4 separate regions of the Mus musculus genome follow, and all the other regions are linked to region 1. The links are chromatin contacts, called in public HiChIP or PLAC-seq and Micro-C maps. All regions are on one chromosome and are shown on one strand. The core of a region is the stretch at or near the end of the contact, and the rest is flanking DNA. Distances in the headings are between cores, read along the strand shown.

Region 1 (3,468 bases), core at 717-3,216:
CACACAGGAACGTGGAGAGGGGCAGCAGTGTGTGCAGGAGACCACAGACCTCCATTGACGGCCCCCAACCCCACCAGTTCACTACTATGACCGCAGCTTTTCCTTTACTAGGACTCCATCCAGTCGGCCAGGTCCTGGGCGGCAGCACAGTCAGAGGGGGAGGCAGCTCGGCTCCTAGATCAGCTTGCTTCCTGAAGGACCTCGGGAGAATATCCCAAGGACCCTCTCTGAGATCCTCAAGGCTTTCTAAGATCCAGGGCTCAGCAAAGGCCATTGGCAAAAGCCAAACAACACCCATGGTCAGCCATCCCATCCCATTCGGGTCCACAGATCTAGCTGGTCTGAGAGGCTGTTAACATCCCCGCCACAGACAAGCCAGGGGACCTGGAAAGGAGCCCAGCATAGACACACCTGACTGGCATCCACCATATCTGACCCAACCCAAAGGAAACCCAGGGTCTCCTCCTAACCACAGCACTCCTTAGAGGTACTGGGACAGGATGGGGACTACAGGCGCTTCCCAAGGACTGTTCACCAAGGCTGAAGGTTAGAAGCAGCTTCCTGTGGAGACCCCCCACACCCCTGCATTGCACACTTCCAGAGACCATTGTTCCCTGGAACAATACTCCAGTTCTTTACATGCCTGGCAAGACTGGCCGGAAAGCCCAGTAGACTCCTCTCCCACCAGCGCCTGCCTGCCATGCTGCAGCCTGGGAAACCCCGAGGCTCAAGAGTCATTACCCACACGGAAGGCCTGGGCCCCAGAGGCAGAGAGCCAGGGCAGGGCACAGGCCCATAACAGACACTGAGTAGGTATGGGACAATGATGCACGGCCCCCGGGTGCAGAAAGGGGCCCACTCTCTCACCTTTTATGCCCTCTCTATACAGGCATGCCAATGTCCAGATGCCCAAAGTGCCTCACCATGACAAGCCCTGCCCTGGGAGTGAGGTCCCGTCTTCCCCTTTTCTACCCCTCCCAAACACAGACTGATTCCAGCTGTGGGACATCTGTGGCTAGGAAAGAAATTTACCCAACCCCCTATGACACGCAGCAGGCCTCCTAGGGTGAGGTGCACCAACACACACTCTTGCAGACTATGGCACGGGGTGGGGGTGGGGGCACGATGAACTCGCCACGCTCCAAGCCCCAGCCCCAAAGATTCCCAAGTTCCAGCCCTTCCCTGTTTGAGATATGGCCTGAAGAGGGGTCACTTACCCGGAGAGGAGTCCCGGGCCCGCTGACCAACTTCCACGCCTGTCGTTTTAGCTCCACGAGCTTCGTGTGGCAGTGGCGGCACCACCCGCCCCCACCGGCCGAGTGGCTCTGCTCAGCGCTGGCCCCGGCGCCCTCCGGAGCAGGGCGGCTGCTGCATGGGTCTTGATCGAGCCCGGCGGGCAGCCTCTTGCGCGGGGATACCTCAAGTGGCGGGGTCTCTCGAGCCGGGCCGCACTCAGCCACCTGCGGGGGTTGGAGATGGGACAGTAAGCCCAAACCTTCGCGCGGCGCCACTGCGGGACTCCACGCGGCCGACTCCAGACCCAGTCGCTCACGCCCCTAAAGCCACGCTCGCACAAAAGTTAGGGCCCTGGATGCAACGCCAGGAGTCCCTGAAGAAGAAGCCCCAGCCCGACGCTCGGGGCCCCGTCCCGCTCCGCGCCCCACCCCTAGAGGGCGCTGTACACCCCGCTAGCATCATCGTTGTCCTGGGCTCTGAACCCGGTGCCCGTCGAGCCCAGCCGCCCGCTCCTAGCAGGGCCTTGCGTACCGCGGGCTGCACCGCACACAAGGAGGCGCCGCGGCCGACCATGGCACGGTCGCAGGAAGGGATACGTTGGCTCTCGGGGTACAGTGGCTACGTGATCCGGCCCAGGGGCACCCCCATGGCCAGGCCTGCTGCTCTGAAGTTGGCAGAGCAGGCGAGTGGCGGAGAGCACGCTGTGGACGCGACCGGCTTGCTCCGGGACAGGCTGGGCGGGGGCGGGCCAAAGCTTGTAGGGGGAGGGAAGGGGGCGGGACGCCAGAGCGCCGCCCCCATCCTGAGCAGAGCCAAGTGGGCGGGGGTCCCGCTCCTCCTTGCGGCCCCGCCTACTGCTAGGACCCCCAACCTGTTAGTTGAGTGTTGATGCGGGAGGGGCGGTGGGGGCTGCCGAGACACAAGTTACGCGCACGCATGCGCCTCTGTCTCTCCTGAGCGAGGATGGAGTGCGCCTCCTGGGAGGCACCCAACACTCTCATCACTTTGCGAGCGGGAAAACTGAAGCTTTTGCCCAAGATCGCACAGCACGAAAGCGGGTGGGGGTGGGGGGATGGGGGGTAATGAAAGGGGCTGGACCCGGGCCAACGGCTTCCCCAGAACACCCAGAGCACTTGAGTGTGTCTGGCCATGCTTTGGCGCCAACTGTCTCTCATGGATGAGGGTCGTGTTTCAAGAAGTGCAGTGAGGGGCTACGAACTGTCTCGAAGTGTCCTTGCAGCCGCGCCTGTGCCTTAAAATGGATTGCACACTGAGCCGCCTGCGAAGTGGGAGGAAGCGCTGCGGCTTGGCCCTGGGGGTGTGCCGGACCTGTTGTCTGCCGGCCTGGCAGATGGGGAGTTAGCTCCGGAATTAATTGCCTGTTTGTCTCCGACCCGGAGGTCTCCCTCCTTCCCCAGCGACCAGTTGTTGCTCTCGCCCAAGTCAGACCCCAAATGTCACCACCTTCTGAGGTCGCGGGGGACTCCGGCCCAAGCTCTGGATCAACCCGAAACCCCAGATAGGAGCCAGGCGGGATCTGCGGCGTGGCTCCCCGTGACACAAGCGCCACCTGCCGGCCGTAGTGAGCACAGGTTTCGAGGGCGCAGAGACAGGACACCACGCGTTCTGAGCGCAGAGCTTTCCGCTTGAGGCTGAGACTTAGGACAGCTGAGCCAGGGTGATTCAAGGAAAGACCCTGGTCGGACATCCCCAGAGCAGTCAGACCTTCGCACGGTATAAGGTCTGTCAAACGACCTCTCCTTTCCCCACCTGGACCCTGCTTACTTAGCCCTCCACTCCTACGCACTATTGGCCAAGAGTGGGATGAAGATCCGGTTTTCCAGGTCATCTACGACTTAAAAGAGTCTGTAAACACGACAGGAAGTCATGAATAAACTGGGAACGGGCTCCCCACTTTCTGCAACCCCCAAGCCTCCAGGCCCTTCTCAGCCTTGCGAAGGGAAGACAGGCAGGCGACGGCCCACCATGGGATCCGGGTAGCCTCAGGCACCACCCTCCTCAGTCCACCCCTGCAAGCACTACAAACAGCGTCACCCCGCCCGCCCCTCTACCGCACTGAAACAAACACCCGGGGCCCAGGAGGCTCATACATTGTTATCGACTTACACACACGCACACATACTCCTCACACGCACACCGAGAAGCATCACCCGGAACCCAGGGCCTGCGCTCATGATGGGCCACACCCGCAACTTCACTTCCCCGCACCAG
Region 2 (3,642 bases), core at 208-2,707, 580 kb before region 1:
AGGTCTCGGGTCCCTTCGGGGTAAGCAGCAGGCAAGAACACAGGGCTCTGTCCATCTGTGAAGGCCCACAGCACTCCTTCAGGAAGCAGGAGGAAGATGGAGAAAAGAAACCTGCCTCCCCAGAAAACAGCTCCAGGTGGTCAGGAACATACCCATACCCTGCTCTGAGGTCCCCTTTCCTTAGGGCCCAGCTTGAGAGGCAAGGGCTAAAGGGGCAAGATTTCAATGCCCTTGCAGCCTCTAGGACCTCACTGGGTATCCATAGCCCCAACTCTCAGAAAGACCCAATCCTACTGGCAAAGGTGTCAGGGCTGTGGAGGGAGCCCCCCCCCCCCCCAGGCCCCAGACCCAGGGCGTCACTGAGCCTCCCAGCCCCACCCAGCCTGGATGTCTCCTACTCTGACATCACCTGCCTGCCATCATCTCACTGTGGACAGCAGGCACGGGGACACCCTTAGAGGAGAGGGAGGCCAACCCCCAGAGCCTGGTCATGGGGTGACCACTGCCACCGCCAGTCCAACTTGGAAAGGCTTCTGAGCCAGGGCTTGCTGTAGGAGGTTTGGGGCTAGGCTTAGCCCGGCCATCGTTGCTAGGAGGGAGAATAATAAACACCCCAAACTTGTCCCCTCAGCCGCGCCAAGCAGAAGAGCCACCACCCGAAGGTGAAGGAGGAGGTGGCGATGCAGATGCTGAGAGACAGTGGGAGGCAGGGAGCAGCCCCGTGGCTGAAAGGAGCAGACAGGAGGAGGTCCCCTCCTGGCCGCGGACAGCCCAGAGGCAGAGAAAGCAGGGAGACGGTGGCGGCTAAAGGGAAAGGAGAGAAGAGAAGGAAGACGGAGGGAGGGACCGCAGAAGGAGGGGGGACCGGGCACCCGGGAGGAGGCCGGGAGGCGGGCAGGCGCGCCAGGCCCAGAGGGGGAGGGAGCGGCGTTGTATCCTGAATCAGCGCTGGCCCTGCCCGGGCGGGGACCGGGCGCCCAGGTCTACCAGCTCGGCAGGCCGCGTAGACATGCGCGGGGCCAGGCCTTGTCGCCGGTGCCAGGAGGCCCCTCCCGGGCGCGCGCAGACATGGGCAGCATCGGCAAGCGCTGGCCGGGCCAGGTGTGCCGGGCCCTCGCCCAGCCCCTTCCTCACCGCCGCTTTTGTCCAGCCCCGCCCGCCCCGGTGTGGCCTGGAGGCACGCAGGTGCCCTGCTGGAGGCCCTGCCGCCGTGGGCGCAGGGCTGGCGCGGCCCCTCCTGCGTCCTACCTGTGCTCCCGCCAGGCCCGCGGCTCGCCCGCCCGGACGCTGCCCGGCCCAGCCCGGCCCTCTGCCCGCCCGGCCGAGCGCTGGGCGGGGCCGCCGCCTAGGACATGCCCGGCGCGGCCCGCACGCTGGCGGCAGCCCCGGCCGAGCCCACGGGCAGAGCGCCGGACCGCGGCCTCGCGCGGCGGGTCCCCTGACGTCTGCCGCGACACGCTCCGCCCCGGCGCGCCCCGCCCCCGTGATGCCCCGCCCCGCGACGCCCCGCCCCCCGGAAACCAGGTTAGGGCGGGCCAGCCTCAGCAGGTGAGCTGGACTCCGCAGCGCCGCCCCAGAGGTTACGCGCGGCCCCTCCCGTTCCGTCCACCCGTCCCGGCGCACCGGATCGGGCAACCAGGAACGGGCGATCACCTTTGTCCCCGGCCCAGCCTGGGGCGGCGCATCTCCGCCACCCTGTGCATTCAGACCCCCTTCTCTCTGGCGCTGGCTATCCCAGGGTTGCGAGAAAGGGCGTACGGCTGCCCAGCGTCCTGTCCCAGAGCCGAATAGTTAACATTTAACCACATTCCAGAAGCCCGAGCTCCAGCCGCTCTCCCAGCCCCAACCTTTGGCCTTTCAGCCCAGTGGAGGGGTGCAGGGCGAAGGAAGTAGGATGGATCCCAGAGGCCTGTGCGTCCAGCTGGGTCTCTTCCTCCTGCGCCCTCGACGTTGCAGGATAGGCCACGGGCTCGGGACAGGATGGTGGGCAAAGACACCAACGTACCTGGATGTCACAGTGGGCTGGACGGGGAGGGGCGGGGAACTCCGGAGGCTCTCCCAGTTCCTGAGGTAAGTTCTCACCGGCCGCTGGCTGGTGCCTGGTGCAACAATGGAGGTATCAGGTGTCCCTCTAGTGCCAAGGGGGAAAGGATTAGCGTGGGGCGGAGCGGCTTTGCAGAGTGGTGGAGAAAGTACTGTTCAGAGTGCATTCCTGCATTCCCGTTGAAGGGTACTAGTGAGGGCCTTGGCGGAAGTGGAATGCAGAGCAGAACTCCAGGCCTAGGAATGTGCGCTTTATCCTGCTGGTACAGGAGCTTCGTGAACCCAATCCACCCCGCCCAGGCTCCAAAGCCAGCGGGCACAGTTGCCCATCCCTGCCCTGTAGAAGGAGGTGGAAGGGGTTCTACACAACTCGAGAGTAGAGGCAAGCCCGCCAAGAGGAGACAGATAGGAAAAACTGCATGAGAATGTGCTAGGTTGTTGGGCCTGGCTGTGCGAGCTTATAGTACAGGCCCAAATGGGGGAGCCTGGCTTGCGGTATGGACAGAGGAGGAACCTGTAGCCTCGTGACCAATTTTGGATGTCATCCCAAGGACAGTGGGGCTCAGGAAGTTTGTGCCAGCTGAGACCTGATGAGATGAAGGCCTTGGAGAGAGCTCTAGATGTCTTTGTGGGCAAACGGGAGTACTTTGAGGGGGAGGCCAGGACTCCAGGGAGAGGCCAGGAACTGGAAGAGATGGAGGCAGAGGAGACTTGTCAGGTACTGGAAAGAGGAGGGCTGGGTACGTTCCTGTCTTCCTAGCCCATTTGTCCTTGCCAGGGTTGTTAGCCCCGGTCTCAGCTTCCGGGAGCTGTATGGGGATTTTGCAGTTTCTTCCTAGTAGACTGAGACTGTCCTGTTTCTGAGTCCCAACTCCCGAGCCGGGCTCTCCCATTCTCTTGGCTCTGTAAACAGCCCTTTCCCCAGCGGCTTCGCTGTCTTAGCTTAGCTACCCCTTGCTCACTCCTTAGTAATGGATGCTTATAAACGTTATTATTTTTTTTTTCTATTTGAGACTTTTACCTGGGTTGTGGCTCCTTCCAAGGTGAAGGACGGGAGATGAAGGAATGGTGTCCTGGGTTCTGACTGAGGCCCCTGCCAGCTGTGCACTGTCATGGGGTCGGTATCCTTAGACATGAGGGCAGGGTTGGAGTGGGCTGCTGCTTCCTGGAAGGGGAGGAGGGGTCAAGCTCGCTTGAGTGACTTGAGCAGTAGCATTGGGATCAGAAAGCAGATCTAGTAGTAGCTTCAGTCTTCATCGAGTAAGGGTGACACTTAAGGCCACTGAGCAGAGAGGCTTCCTTTAGTTCAAACTAAGAACACACAGACCAAGTAAGGAACCCCCACCAGTGCGGACCTACCATTTCCACCAAGTAACCTGCTAAACATAACCGCAGGCTTGAAAGACTTTTGATGTCTTAGCTTGGTTTCTATTGGTGTGAAGAGATATCACGACCACAGCCACGCTTACAAAGGACAGCATTTCACTGGGGCTGGCTTACAGCTTCAGGGGTTTAGTCCTGTATTGTCATGGCAGGAACCGTGGCAGCATGTAGGCAGCCGTGGTGCAGGAGAAGGAGCTGAGAGTTCTTAGGTCTTGA
Region 3 (3,364 bases), core at 510-3,009, 730 kb before region 1:
TCTGTCCCGAGGGAGTCAGCGGCCACGAGGGACCTGGGTGGCTCAGGAGTCCTGCCACATAGTTTTTCCGTTCCCTGGGAAACTTCCTACACCCAGTAGGCCCTTTTAGGACCCCTTCTCCCGGGTTGAGAGTTCCTTCCTTGTGTCCTTCTCACCCCCAACCTAGGAGGCAAAGGACCCCGTGGAGTTCCTATTCTGAGTTTCCGCAGCAGACGCTCTACTTGAACGAACATGGCAAGACTCTCGCACTCGGTGGCCAGGTAGACACTGGCGGTAAGGACTGACCAGGAGTGACAACACCAACCCGAGGCAGGTAGCCCACAGAAGCAGCGAGGCTCACCTCGGCTCAGTCCTCCAAGGCTCTAAGCAATGCCAGATGGCTTCCGTGGCTCGACTAGAAAAGCGTAGTGAGGCCACTTGGAAGGATGGAGTAAGTCCAAAGCCCACTCCAACCACCACAAGTGTGGAAACAGGATATTCATTACTGTCATTCTATCCAGTAAATGGGGAAACTGAGGCAAGTGATCTCTCCAGATGGCTGCGCATCTCAGGAGCTCCCATAACCTCTGGAGACCACCTCTGGTGGACTCCGGAACTAGCCCATCCCCTTGGGTTCTGAGACGCTGCCCTTGTCTTCCTGGGCTTAGAGGGTGCCTCTCCTTCCCTCTAGTCGATCCCATGTCCCAGGATTAGTTGTTGAGAGAGATTGGAGATAGGCAAACTACCACCCAGCTCACAGCGACCACGAGAGAAACCGTACTAGAAGAGTCTCGGATTTCCTTGTCTGGCTGCAGCCCTGACCGGCATCAGGCTGCACATTGGGTAGTAAGGAGTCAATCACTGCTGGTGCTAGAACTCCAAGATAGAGCCAGAACTCTAGGAGCCAGAGTTCGAGAGCCTGGGGAGTCGAGACTAGCCCCGCCTCCATCTTGCGCCTGGGCCGGGCTGGCAGGGTTTGGGCGTGGCCCGCTAGCTGGAGTTGGCCGGGATCAAAGGGCGGAAAGCGGGCCTCCGCCCACACCCACTGAGACAGGAATCTGTGGCCCAGGGGGACAGAATCTTCAGCCACATTCCGGGTGCCCGGGGCCCAGCAAGGCAAGGGTGGGGCGGAGCTGGAGTGCCAAGACTGGCATCACGGAGCGTGGGAAAGACTGCGCTACCAGCACTCAGCTCCAGCTGCCTGGGAGGCAGGCGGTAACTTTTGCCAGATCCAGGCGGTGGCCTTGCCCAATCTGGCTGCCCTGGATGGCATTAGGCAGGAGGGTCAAAGGGGGTCCACACTGCCAATCCAATTCCTGCCTGTTGTACTGGCTCTGGGCTGGTAGGGCCACAGTGGGGAGGGGGCACTGTTAGGTGGGCATTCTACAGTTGCATCAGGCAGCAGGGGTTCTTTATAGGAGTCGATGGAGTTTTGCAAACTCTCCTCCCGCTGAGTAATAGGAACCTGCCTGTAAACAGCAGCCCTGAAGCCCCTGTACTGGCTGAGGATAGACCCCTGGTCCCAGGGTCCAATTATTGCTTCCTCACACCACCATCAACCTCAAGGTCAAGTAACATTCCTGGAGTCATGCAGCAAGCTGGACGCAAGCTAGACACAAGCTGGTTCAGGGTAAACTTGGAAAATTCTGAGGCCCAAGTCTTCCAGCCCTAAGTGTCAGGACCAATGATGTCCCTTTCTCTGGCACGTGTCCTCAGTGGGAGAATGGCATCACAATACTACCTCCCTGAGTCGTCATGATGATGTGAGGTCCCAGCCAACACTCTGCCTCCGGAGCCCTCTCTGGCTCCAAGAACATGGTCTCCCACCTTATCTGTGGAGCTGGGTGCCCCCTGGTGGCCGCAGTGTTGACTTAGGTTTTAGGCTAGCTTTCCCAGCCTATGTCCGCGTGCCAGAGGAGGCCAGCTGGTCTCATCACTGCTCGTCTGGGAGAACGTACTCAGCTTGGACCTTCGGGTGACCATGCTGAAGGAGGTGTGGGTCAGGCTGAGGTGTTTGGTCCTAGACTCCGTTTTCTATGACACAAAACTTGGGAAACCCACAGTGACCTAGCATAGGGGTTCTGGGACTAGACATTTATAGCCATCTATATGGTTTGGGACATGAATACGTGGGTAAGGCTTTGGTGACTAATGCATAAGAGCATGCACCTGTGCCTGTCTGTCTACACTTAGTCTGACACTCTCTTGCTCCCAGAGCCCAGAGCATCATGATAAAGCAACTGAGCAGCTGCTGAGGAGGTTCGGGAGAGGTGGCTCCGTAGGGGCTCCTGTGGTTTGCTCCCAGAAACTGCGACAATGACACATTCATCAGGTATTGTCCCATCGTGACATGGAAATAAAACCTTTTGCATAGATTGGTAGATAGAGGCACAAACCATTTGGTAAAGTGGCTGCAATTCACTGCCCTCTTGGCTTTCTCTAGTGGCTGTTTTGTAGCCCTCACCTGGCATCTTTGGCAGAGATGGATTCCCCTACTCAGTGAGTGAGGGACTCTGAGGAGGTTGGCCTAGAAGAAGGAAAGAGGTTTGTGTGCATCTGGGGTGGGGGTGGGGGGAATCCCATCTCTTCCTGATCTTACCCTCCCTAGCCCAGCAGGCCCAGGGTAGAAGTTGTTGGGACCACAACGAAGCCTCCTGAAACTCCCCTGCAATGTGCTCAGAGGGTCCCTATGAGTCCAGTGGTTTGATAGGCAGAACTGGGTTCCCAGAAGGGAGGGAGTCGGGGCTGGTCCTATGGAGTGGTTAGGGGTAAAGAAGTTAGATTTAGTCTTACTCCACCTGAGTGCTTATGAGGCTCATCTTTCCTAGGGAGGGGACAGACAGAGAGGGGATCAATCGGGAATCTCGCCTCTTCTTGGTCTTGCCCTCTTCTCCCCTTGTCACAGATCTGTGCAAGTCATCAAGTCTCCAGTGTCACGAATAACTGGTTTCTGTGCAAAACTCTATGTTGGGAGGGCTGCATCTGGGTGAGAATGCATTACACCTGGATTTCTGAATCTGCAAATTGAGAACAATAGCAATCCGTACTTCACCCGGTTATTTTGCAAATACAACATAGGCGAAGGCTTGGTGCGCTCCTAGCATTTCTGCCTGGACATCAGGCTGCGGTCCGCCAGACGCGCATGTGCGGGAACCTCAGGAAGTCAGAGCGGGTCACTCAGGTTCGCTCTAGACAGCGAAGGCGGAGACGAAATTCTGCCCTTTACCTGCTGAGGCTCGCTCAGGGGTTGTGGACTCCCCCGCTGACGCCTGGGCAAGCCCCAGCGTGCTCCACTCTCCGTAGGGTATGGGTGGGAGTGGGCTCTTGGCCCTAGGCTGCCGGACGGCCAAGAGCTTACCCAGGAGGCGGAGGAGAAGGGGGGTAA
Region 4 (3,238 bases), core at 691-3,190, 530 kb before region 1:
GCAACCTTCTAGCCTTGGGGTAGTGCTACCACCGGCCTGTGCTTTTTTCCTCTGCCCCAGAGTCCCACCCAGGAGACCCTGCCCCTTTTCTCCCTCCACCTTGGGGGGGATACAGAAAAACACTTCACACAAGCAAGGGCTTGACTAGGCCATAGTGGAACTTGCGGACATGGCGGTACAGGTCACCGGACTGTGTGAATCTGCGCTCACACCAGCGGCAGGCATGGGGCTTCTCCCGCGTGTGGACCACAGCATGCCGGCTTAAGTTGTGTGAGTACTGGAAGCTCTTGCCACACTGCACGCAGGTATAGGGCTTCTCCCCAGAGTGTGTCCGTTCATGCCTCTTCAGGGTGTATGTGCAGGAGAAGGTCTTGCTGCAGAGTGGGCACGTGGGCACGGACCCCTCGGGGGAGAGCCTGGCACGGACACTGTCCCGCTCCCGGAAGTGGGCGCTGAGATGCAGCTGCAGTGCGTGGGTGCTAGGGAACAGCTTGCAGCATAGCGGGCAAATGCAAAGGTGCCTGCTGGGACCCAGCTCTTCACTGTCGAGCACTGGCTCTGCAGGCAGCCCAAGCTGCTGGCTGCCCGTCCCTTCGATGTGCAGTGGCTCCAAGTCCACTGCCAGGCCCTGGGCTGCAGAAGCACAGACTGGTGGTGGGGATCGGTCCGCGCTCTGCGGGCTGCTGCTATCTTGTTCTGAGAACGAATCTTGCTCAGCCTTCACCAGAGGCTGCGCCACTTGCTGTACGGAGCTGCAGAGGGATGTCTGGAGGCGACAGGGTGGGTGTACCTGCTCCGGTCTTGGGCTAGGCTTCAGTGACAGGTCCAGGGCCCCACTTGACTGCTCTGCAACCTGCCAAGACGGAGGTCCAAATGTTGGCAGGGGATGGGTAGCCTTGACCCCTAGAGATGGGTGTTTGGCCTTTGGTGCGGCTTGGCAGAAGGCAGGGGACCAGGAAGGCAGGGGGTGTGGTGGCTGCCCAGGAAGCTCTGTCCCCAGCGTACGGGTCTCCAGATCTGGGTCCTTCTTTCTGAGTCTGCCCTTGCAGACCTTGACGATGTCATACATGTGCAGGTAACTGGCGGCAGCCAGGACGTCCTCGACAGGTAGGTTGTGCAGGTCCAAGCGGCCCTCGTACATGAAGTCCAGCAGGCGGCTGAAGGCGGGTACCGTGACGATGTCGCCGTTGAGCCGCACCGTGTCGCGGCTGCTCGCGGGCTGATCCCTGTAGAAGAGATGGAAGTAGACACTGCACGCGGCCAGTACAGCGCGGTGCGCAGGGAAGCGCGCGTCGCCCACCAGAACAGTGCAGTCGCACAGGAACCCCAGCTCGCGCTGCTGCCTCAGGCGGCCCAGCAGCCGTACGCCGTGCTCCGGGAACTCCATGCCGCCGCAGTCATCACCTGGGCACAAACGGGACGCCTGTCAACACGCCGGGGATGCCGTGGCCCCCGCTCGCCCCGACGCGCCCTTCCCGGGTGCAGGCAGCCCACAGAGAGGCGCGGGAGTGACGCGCGCAACCGCCAGCCCTGAGCTGCCCCGGCACCTGCCCGGAGCAGGAAAAACTCGATCGAAAGTAAACAGAAGCCGCTCTGCCGCCGGGGCGGGGCTCGGGGCGCAGCGGAGGGGCCGAGCCGCGCGGACAGAAAGAAGTCAGGACTTCAGGCTGCCTCGCCCCCCCCCCCCCGCCTGCCGCGCCCCCCGACGCCAGAGTCGCCGCCCGCCCGCACCGCCGCCAGCTGCCACCGCTGCCGTCGGCCCCATTTATGGCAGCGCGGCCGTGGGGAACGGCCGGCTAGGCAGGCGGAGCCGAGTACCCGCCCCTGTGCTCACCTTCGCCGCACGCGCGGCTCTCCGCTCGTTCTGCAAGCTTTCCCGTGCAGCTCGGACCGCACCGAACTGGGGGCGGCGCGCCCCGGCCGGGAGGGCGCGGGGACCCGGACGGCGCCGGGCGGGGCGCGCACTAACTTGGCCGGCGGGGCAACGCCTGCTGCTTGCCCCGCCCCGAAGAGCGAAACTCCCGGCTGGAGCTGGAGGGGGCGGACCGGGCGACTTCCCGGAGCGGCCGAACCGCTGAGGTCACCTCGCTACCCCTTCTCTGTCCGCCCCACCCGGTCAGTCCCGCTAGAAGCTAGCCCGCCGCACTCTGTGACGGGAGGGGGTGCGGGACCCTCTCGCGATACTTGTCTCCTGGGCCTCTGTGTCCTCCATGGGGTCCCGACTGCCCTGGTGGACAAAGGGGCAGTTGCTTCTCCGTGGACTACGGGACAATGGCCTCGGACCCGTTGGAAGACGGTCCTTCAGATGGGTCAGGGCGCCAATGAGAGACCACAAATGTCAAAAAGAAATTCACTTCGCCCTATGAAGATTTCTCTTGAATTCACGTTAACACATCTGGGACAGGCCGTGGAGCTGGGGTCTCAGAGAGAGAATTACCGCCCTCTGCAGACCCTGGGCTGACAGTCAAGCGCACTAAGATCTGTGACAGAGGGCACTGGGTAGGGCAGATGTGGTGGGATGGGTTTAAGACACAATCACAGAGAAGTGGCAGGAGACCTCCGGAGTTAGGCAGACAGGTCACACACAGGATGTAGGAGGAGTGATATGGAGAGAGGCCAGGGCCGGCACCCTGGGCACAGTGTTCCAGGGGAATCAGGGTCAGCAGGGTTTGAGGAGACTCCTGCTTCTTCTGGGGAGAGGACGTGACAATAGAGCCCGGGGTTTAGAGGAGTCGAGGCCCCTTGGCATGGGCTACACCAATGGCTCCCAAGTGTGCAGGCGGAGGGGTATTCTTAGCTGAGGGGGCTTGAAGTTGCTTGAGACATCGCTCACGTTGAGCTTCATTAAGCTTGTCAGTTAGACACTCTCATTTACAGTTCTAGCGTGAGGGAGGGGCCACGCAGTACCAAATCACAGAGCCAGAGTTCCTATGGGGCTAGGCCCGTTCCGAATTTTCACCTTGCATTTGTTAGAAGTCCAGGGACCAATAATGTTGGGTGGGCACCACATAGAGAGCTGGAGGGTAAGTATGAAGGAGGTCTTGCACAGGAATTACAGGGAAAGGGGTTTGGGTAGAATATCCAAAGGCATTCTGGGTAGAGACAGCCGCTGAGTCCTGTCTCTCCCCCCAACCCCCTGCCCGGCTCATTAGACACTCAGAACAGAGTACCCAGTTGTGAAGTGGGGCTTTCTGGCTGTTGGGGACAGCTCCAGGGGGCCTGTTCAAAGTTGTATTGG

The links. A called contact is a pair of places that touch in the nucleus more often than the background predicts. HiChIP or PLAC-seq counts read pairs in DNA pulled down with a chosen protein or histone mark.
Region 2: a contact with region 1 is called in a Micro-C map of embryonic stem cells, with 3 times the contacts expected there. The contact joins the promoter of Cep170b here to the promoter of Kif26a in region 1. A contact is called at or near these places in 4 of 39 promoter capture datasets (cranial neural crest, embryonic stem cells, hippocampal neurons and 1 more), 1 of 15 datasets of contacts at CTCF or cohesin (pro-B cells), 9 of 484 Hi-C or Micro-C datasets (B cells, embryonic stem cells, myocytes and 2 more), 5 of 115 datasets of contacts at active chromatin or transcription factors (embryonic forebrain, embryonic stem cells and forebrain) and 1 of 9 other capture datasets (embryonic stem cells).
Region 3: an H3K27ac HiChIP or PLAC-seq map of embryonic stem cells shows a contact between it and region 1, with 2.6 times the contacts expected there. The contact joins the promoter of 1700127F24Rik here to the promoter of Kif26a in region 1. A contact is called at or near these places in 2 of 484 Hi-C or Micro-C datasets (both in embryonic stem cells), 1 of 115 datasets of contacts at active chromatin or transcription factors (embryonic stem cells) and 1 of 9 other capture datasets (embryonic stem cells).
Region 4: a Micro-C map of embryonic stem cells shows a contact between it and region 1, with 4 times the contacts expected there. The contact joins the promoter of Zbtb42 here to the promoter of Kif26a in region 1. A contact is called at or near these places in 6 of 39 promoter capture datasets (cranial neural crest, embryonic stem cells, hippocampal neurons and 2 more), 4 of 484 Hi-C or Micro-C datasets (all in embryonic stem cells), 10 of 115 datasets of contacts at active chromatin or transcription factors (embryonic forebrain, embryonic stem cells, forebrain and 3 more) and 1 of 9 other capture datasets (embryonic stem cells).

Annotation. Positions count from the first base shown.
Region 1 is chr12:112,144,706-112,148,173 of GRCm38.p6, reverse strand. Kif26a (kinesin family member 26A) reads right to left here and starts at 1,966. Exons shown (of 16, transcript NM_001097621.1): 1 at 1,768-1,966; 2 at 1,218-1,460. The coding sequence starts at 1,809.
Region 2 is chr12:112,719,989-112,723,630 of GRCm38.p6, reverse strand. It overlaps Cep170b (centrosomal protein 170B), which reads right to left and starts at 1,457. Exons shown (of 19, transcript NM_001024602.3): 1 at 1,249-1,457. It overlaps Gm46382 (proline-rich extensin-like protein EPR1), which reads left to right and starts at 1,465. Exons shown (of 2, transcript XM_017315329.2): 1 at 1,465-2,070.
Region 3 is chr12:112,874,221-112,877,584 of GRCm38.p6, reverse strand. 1700127F24Rik (a long non-coding RNA gene) reads left to right here and starts at 1,759. Exons shown (of 6, transcript XR_873068.2): 1 at 1,759-1,972; 2 at 2,195-2,311; 3 at 2,423-2,523; 4 at 2,885-3,364.
Region 4 is chr12:112,677,542-112,680,779 of GRCm38.p6, reverse strand. Zbtb42 (zinc finger and BTB domain containing 42) reads right to left here and starts at 1,940. Exons shown (of 2, transcript NM_001100460.1): 1 at 1,835-1,940; 2 at 1-1,404. The coding sequence starts at 1,387. The coding sequence ends at 125.